Regions from separate parts of the Manis pentadactyla genome. Here region 1 is linked to region 2. Evidence: chromatin contacts called from public Hi-C data. All regions are on one chromosome and are shown on one strand. The core of a region is the stretch at or near the end of the contact, and the rest is flanking DNA. Distances in the headings are between cores, read along the strand shown. Region 1 holds the start of SDF2L1 (stromal cell derived factor 2 like 1). Region 2 holds the start of TMEM191C (transmembrane protein 191C).

Region 1 (3,574 bases), core at 815-3,314, 140 kb before region 2:
CAGACCAACATTCTTTAATCACAAAGGTACTTGAGAACCCCTACAAACCAAAGTCTCCACCAAGAGTAGCCCAGCAGATGCCCCACACCCTGCTGACCTCCATCCACCCACCCAGGTGCTCAGAGTTCATCATGACCTGCAGAGGGATCCATGCTGGGCTTGATGAAGATGCCTTCCATGGCCTTCCATGTATTGTGCATGTTGGCGCTGGGCATGCCATGCACCTCATGTTGCCCACGAATGGGGCTTCCATACTGCTCTCCCGTAATCGACAGGAACACAGAGGTGCCCACGTGCTGGAAGCGCACAGCAGCCTCCCTTGCCCAGTGCTGCCCTGAGCAGCGCACTGTCCACAGGTCCAGGTCGTCACCCTCACCGTCTTCCCCAAAGGCACTAACCTCCTAGGGGTGAGGAGGTGGAGAACGGTCACCACAGAGGGCACACTGAGTCCCCTAAGGTCACTTGCTTGGCAGAAGCACTCACACTCAGGATACTGGGCCTTGGGTCTTTCCTTGAGCCTCTGCTTCCACAGCTGCAAAATGGACCACCACTACCCCCACCCCAGACACCCAGCAGGCCCTCCCCAACAAGGATTCTTCTAACGCGCATGCCTCACCTCATCTCTCTGGGAGATAACCACTGGCCCCCACAGAGCTAAGGCCTCCTCCTCTCTCCTCCACATTTCCCGTCCTAACCCCTCTGACCCTCACTCCGCATAAAGGTCAACCCCTCAGGCTGACAGTCAAGGTCTCTATCTCATAATTTTTCTTCTGAGAACTCCCCAAAAGCACCACCCCACACCCTCCCTCACCAGCTCCCCCCGCCCCCACCCAGTTCCAGTGAACTCCAAGCACAAGCTCTTCCCCAGCCCCCTGTCTCCCCTCGGTGGCCTGGAGGACTCCTACTCATCCCTCCATACCCAGCCTGAGTCCCTCCTCTCCACTGGAATTCCCCACTCCCCACACCAAAGGCCGCGCAGATCCCTCTCCGGTGTCCAGCTGGCCCCCAGAAGAGAAACTGTTCAGCCAGGTCTCTCTTCTCTGTCTCTGTTCCGGGCCAAGAGTTCCTAGGCGCGGGACCCCAACCAAGTCACCCTGTGTCCCAAGAAGGGGCGCCCAGTAAGCACTTCTGAACTGAAATTCCAATTTCACAGAGCAGGCTGAGGCTTAGAGCAGGCGAGAGGAAGGGCTGAGGCTCTGTCCCCGGCCCCTCGTCCACACACCAGGAGCCTCTCCTGGGGCTGGTAAGGGGGCTCACCTGGTTGCTGGACAGCGGCGACGGGAAGTGGTGCGTGTGCAGGTTCTTGCCGGTGAGCACGTGCGTCAGCCGCACCGCCTGCCCGCAGCGCACGGGGGACCCGCGCGGGCACCCGCTCTCCGAACCGCCGCGGATCCGCCAGTAGCTATTGGCGTCGTCAGATGACTGCACGCCTGTCACCGACTGTTGGCCGCTTCCTGAGGGGCGACACCCCCACCCCGGGGTCTAGCTCAATCCCGGAACTCCCCACCCTTAGCCGGACGCCATAAAGTTTCCCAGACAACCTCGACCCTGGGACCCAAACGACTCACCTCCAGCCCCCCTAGCCCCCGGCTAAAGGCTCCTTGCCTCTCCACTCCCGGACTACCCTCCTCGCCCCGATCTCCCAACGATTCCCTCAAACCGCCGGTCCTTGTCCCCCTCGATCCCCCAACAACTCCAGTCCCCCAGCCCGGCTCCCTGATGATTCCCACATTCCTGGCCCGAAGATCCCCCACGACCACCCCGCCTTCAAACTCCCTGCCCCGGGTCCCGCCCTCTGGAGGTGCTCCAGTCCACCGCCCCGCGCACCAGATCCGTATTTGATGTCGTGCGAGTGCAGCCGCACCCTGTGCTGCGTGTTGAACAGCTTCAGCACCGACCCGCAGGTCACGAGCTCCACGCCGGGCTTGGCGGCACGGCTGCCCGCCGCCAAGAGCGCCAACAGCAGTCCCAGCTGCGCCAGTCCAGCAGCTCGACCACAGACCGCGCTCCACATCGCCCCGGCAGGGCTCCGGCAGCTCAGGTGCAGGGGCAGTTTCCGTCTCCGCCACCGGCCAATCCGGTTTAGCAGAGCCCGTCGCGGCAGCCAATCGCCGGCCCTTACGGCGCTCCATTGGGCCGGCCTAGAAGGGACCCGCCCTCAGCTTTCAAGAGCAGAGGACGGGAGGGGCTGGAGACACGAAGAGGGTTTTGATTGGTCCACGCTTCCGAAGACTCACCAATGAGTGCCAAGAGAAAGCTGATGCTGCGCCAAGTGACGTAAGAGCCGCCAGGGGAGGCTGCTGGTGAGGGTGTGCCACCCTGGGGCTGTTGGGCCCCTGGACACCTGGCTCAGGATCCAAAGACCCAGCAGGCACAGGTTCACGAAGCCCCTTGATGCCAGATCTCTGGGCTCTCAATCATGGTCACTCCCTGGTACCCTGGGTTCACAGCTGTAGGGTCTTGAGGTTGCTTGACCACTAAATTTGTGTGGTCACAAAGTCGACGGATCTCAGTAATCTCTCACCTGGTCCTTCAGTCAGTGGTCCCCGAAATTAATTAAATCCTCAGTCACCCAGTCATGGCCCCCTCTCTTACATGGGTCATCTCAGTCCCTGGACTCTGGCTTTTCTGAATTCCCCTGGCCACACACGGGCTCTTTTCATTGCAGAATCTCACGGTCACTAGGCCCTTGGGAAACAGAGGGCAGCAAGGAGCTGTGCTGTCCGTAGACAGCTTCTCACCAGAAAGCCCCAAAGCTGTCTTAAGAAACCAGAACCCAGAAACCAAGTGACTGGGAGCACCAAGCCTGGGTGACTGTCATCCCAGGTTTCCGTCACAAATGTGTCTCAGTCTCACTGTTTTCTAAGAGGGCTGTAGGCTCAGTCTTCAAGGGAGAAAAACTTACACCACCATTTATTTATTTATTCATTGAACATACTTATGTTGACTGCATTGCAGGCCCTGTGCTGGGAGCTGCAGGGGAACTGGCTCTGGGCTCCATTACACGATAGGCTGACTACCCATGCACGTGGGGCACTTGCAAACAGGCAGAAAAGTTTAATTAAATCATTCATTTACATTCAGAAAATCCAGAGTAGAGTCATTTAAATTACAGCACCATGTTATTTTGGGTTTTTCATGTTTGCTATTGTTTTTATTTTGAATTACATCTGGGATAAGGTACCTCATTCTTTTCAGCGCTTAAAGTGTCTAAATTGCTAATGGTCGGCTCTGGAACACACAGACCCTGCTCTTGAGGGGCCTCCACTCCCTCAGTGGAGGGCTATAACACAATCTGGGAAGCAATGGATGTGTCGTGTCCTCTTGGACATACCAACAAACATCTCAAACTTAATATGTCAAAAGCAGAATTCCTGTTCTCCTCCAAACTGCTCCTCCCCCAGGCTTCCAAGTAATGCCACCTCCATTGACCTCAGTTCAACACCAAACATGGGATTCTCTTTGAGTCCTCTCTTTATCCCACTCCTCACACCTAATGCAATGCATCTTGATGGCTGTAACTCCAAAACAGATTGTGAAGCATCTCTCCTGTATCCCTATCAAGCCTGTATTC
Region 2 (3,651 bases), core at 661-3,160:
GGCTCGGAGGCCCAGGCTCCAAGGTCAGTTCTGCCTCCTTCTATTGTCAGAACAAGACTCCTGGTCTGGAATGCAGACTCCAGCTCCTGTTGGCAGAAAGAGAAACTGGGGTCATTTTTAACCTACTATAAGTAACCAAGCAACCTCAGTCTTGCTTATATGTCTCACCATGAGTGGAGGGAGGCCCAGCCCCTGGTCGCAGTGGGCTTCCTCAGCTCCCCCGAGAGCCCGCCCTTCGGGTGACCCGCTGCTGGCCCTGGGGAGCAGCATGCGGGACCTTGGCCCCCCCTCCCCGGCCCATACACCATCCCCTCTTCCCACCTGGGTCCTTCTCCTTGTCCTCCCTGCCCTCTGGGACTCACCCCTGTGCGTTATAGTTTATGTCAACGTTATCATGGGTACAGCTCATTCTACTTCCTGCTTTTTTTACTGTCAACATTATTTTCAGGTCTCTTTGTGTTGATTTTAGCAGCTCCTAGCTCATTTTAACTTCTCTACTGGATTCCCTTAAATATTAAGTTCATAGAACACATTTCACTCAGTCCCACAACACAGGCGGAGCACTACTGTTCCCAGTGCTTTGAGAACATGTAAGAAACTTCCTCTGTGGAACTGTGGGTTGTGGAGAGCCGCCACACCTAGTCAATGTTCCTACCCAACTGGTCCCCCAAATGGCCCGTGGACAGTGCTGGTGTCAGCGCTCCAGGACCTCTGTGTACTCAGCTCATTGCTCATATGGGACGTTAACCATCGTCTTAATCCTGGCTGCCTGGGGAAGGGAAGTGCCGTCTGTACTCTGCTGGGTGTGGAAGGCGTCCCCACAGGGCATTGCCCGATCAGACCCTTTGCTCTTCCACGTTTGGTCTTTCTTGGATTGGGCCCAGGATTTCCTATATATTCTAGTTATTAATCATTTGATTACAAAGTTTGCACAGGTCTTTTCCCATTCTATCATCCACTTAGAACATCTGTCCGTGGTGTCTTTTGTTCCAAGTGGACTGTTATATTATTATTATTATTATTACTACTATTATTATTATTTTAAACCAAGGTATCATTGATATATAATCTTATGAAGATTTCACATGAGCAACATTGTGGTTTAAACATTCACCCATATTATCAAGTCCCCCCCAACCCCATTGCAATCACCATCCATTAGCATAGTAAGATGCCATAGAGTCATTACTTGTCTAAGTGGATTGTTTTTAAGTGTATGATTATATGCAGTAAAATGCACAGATCTTAAGAATTCCATGTGATGAGTTTTGCCTACTGCCTACTCTTGGGTCTGGTGCCCAGTCACCTCCAGCCAGGAAGCAGTACTGCTGGTGCCACGGTGCTCTCCATCAGCAGGAATCCCTAAGTTTGACAGAGCCCAGGCCATCAGTTTCCCTCCAGAGGTTGTGTTTGCTTAAGAAATCTTTCCCTGGACCAAAGTCCCAAATCTACAGCTACCCAATTTAAGTCTCTGATCCTTGTAGGGTTGTCTTTTTATGTAGAATTTGATGTAGGGATCTTGTTTTATTTCTCTTATCATGACCCAGCTTTCCCAGCACCATCTGTCATGTGGCCATGGGGATGCCTCCCCAGCATCCTTTGTGCCTTCACTTTGGCCCCATTCCCATTTGCTGGTGGCTGCTTGAGGAATGAGCATGTGCCCTAGTTCTGGCCCAGGAGAGGTGGGGGGAAATCTAAGAGAGATACCACAAGATAGAACAGATTGACTTGTTCTTTTAGGCGCCTCATGCTTACATGGTGGCTGCAGCGATTGCAGGCATCACATGAAGACAACATCAATAAGCAACAAGATATCTCCCCAGTATCTCTTTTTATAGTGAGGCACGCCTCCCAGAAAACCCCAGCTGACATCCCTTGAGTTTCACAGGCAGAATCCCACAAGAGGGAAGCAAGACAGCCAGGGTTGGGTTTAGACCAGTCCTGCTTTACGCCTGGGACTAGCAAAGGATGGGCCTGCTGCCCCAGAAGAACAAGGCCCTTGGCAAAGAGATGCCCTAAGGGGCTTGTATTGCCAAGAAGGAACTGGACAGGGGTAGCTTTAGGGTAGACAAACTCTTCAAACTTTTCTACGACTTTTTCTTCCTTCTTGCAGGCCCTCTAGCACTTTATTAGAGCTTAGTAGGAAGGTCACTGTTCTCTTAAAATCTTTAAGGGAAGCTGCTAATACTTCCTCTTTACTCTGTTTACTAAGTAGCCTTCATTGGGTTAGAGAGTCCCTTTCTATCCCTCTTTCAAAATATCTTTTAAAACCATCAGTAGATGCTGAACTCTGTCATATTCTGCGTCTGCTGAAATGCACCGCTGAATGGTGGTGTCCTTCCTCCTGTCTGTATGGTGAACATCAGTTTTCTGATCTTGAACAATCCCTGGAATAAACTCTGGTTGGTTTCCAAGTACCTTTCAGTGTACCCCTTGGGATGTGGCTAGTAAATACTTTATTTAGGATTTTAGCATCCAAGTTCATAATTGAAATCAGCCAAATAAAGGCAGATTTTAAAAGGACAAGTTTACCTACAGTCTCACCAAACAATGAAACAGCTTGTCCTCCTGTTTCAGTTAAAGATCTTGTCCGTCTTCTTTATAATCATAGTTATTTTAGTATAAATGCTAAATCATATTTTTTTCCACTAGACATCATCTATGCATGCCATGTAATAGATTATTTTAATAATCACAATTGTTTCCCTTTTGTGTGATTACTGTACTGTAACCACTTCAATGAACCATTTAATACACACTGGTTTTTAAAAATTGTTTTTCTTCCCGGCATGAATTTTGAGGAGTGGGATAACGGGATCAATACATATGAACATATTAATGGATTCTGATATATATTTCCAAGCCTTTTCCACAAGAGAGATTGATCGGTATTCAAGCGCTAATAATCCTTTATTGATTCGATTGTGGCTCTTCCGTAACATTCCTTCAAAGGGCTACTGAGCGGGCGCCCCCTGCCGCCCATTGTGACGCCGGCCGCAAACCGGGTCCCGCGGCGGGAGGCCGTGGGCAGAGCCCCGGGAGCCGGCGCTGAGATGCAGGAGCTGCTCCTGCAGCTGCGGAAGGACAACCGCGACGGGCGCCTGAGGAAGCAGGAGCTGGAGGAGCTGGTGCGCGGGCTTGAGGCCGAGAGCGAGAGCCTCACTGGGCGCCTGCAGGACCTGCGCGAGCGCGAGCGCAGGTGCGGCCGTTGCACGGACAACGTGGCTCCACTGGCGGGGCACTCGGGACTTCGCAGAGCGTCCCGCGGGCCCGTCGGTTCGTCCGCCCCGCCCGGGCCCGGACCTCGTTCTAGGAGGGCGGGACCAGGGCCATTGACTCAGGGGACCTCCGAATTCGAGGCTGTGGCGACAAGAGACCTGCGGCTATGCCTTCCTCGGGGCCACGGGAGCCTGAACACCCGCCGCCTCCCGCCGTGGCACTGCCTCAGTTTCTCCTCTGCAGCCTGCAGGGCAGGCGAAGCCAGACGGCGCGGACCCTGCGACGGGAGGCACGCGAGGCGGCGCGGGAGGACGCGGAGCAGGCGCGCGGACTACTGGAGGCGGCCGAGCGGCGCCAGAGCGACCTGGTGGGGGCGCGGCCCTGCGTGGGGCGGAAGGGGGCGGGGACAGGGCCCTGGGTGGGGCGGGGCGG

The links. Hi-C and Micro-C count contacts between places; a contact is called where the count stands out from the background.
Region 1: a contact with region 2 is called in a Hi-C map of skin fibroblasts, with 6 times the contacts expected there. The contact joins the promoter of SDF2L1 here to the promoter of TMEM191C in region 2. A contact is called at or near these places in 3 of 3 Hi-C or Micro-C datasets (blood, fibroblasts and skin fibroblasts).

The regions. Positions count from the first base shown.
Region 1 is chr14:4,354,201-4,357,774 of mManPen7.hap1, reverse strand. It overlaps SDF2L1 (stromal cell derived factor 2 like 1), which reads right to left and starts at 2,064. Exons shown (of 3, transcript XM_057491743.1): 1 at 1,828-2,064; 2 at 1,258-1,454; 3 at 1-401. The coding sequence starts at 2,014. The coding sequence ends at 120.
Region 2 is chr14:4,217,756-4,221,406 of mManPen7.hap1, reverse strand. TMEM191C (transmembrane protein 191C) reads left to right here and starts at 1,910. Exons shown (of 10, transcript XM_057491974.1): 1 at 1,910-3,199; 2 at 3,463-3,586. The coding sequence starts at 3,054. All of the region lies in intron 1 of LOC130680727 (RIMS-binding protein 3C-like), which reads left to right.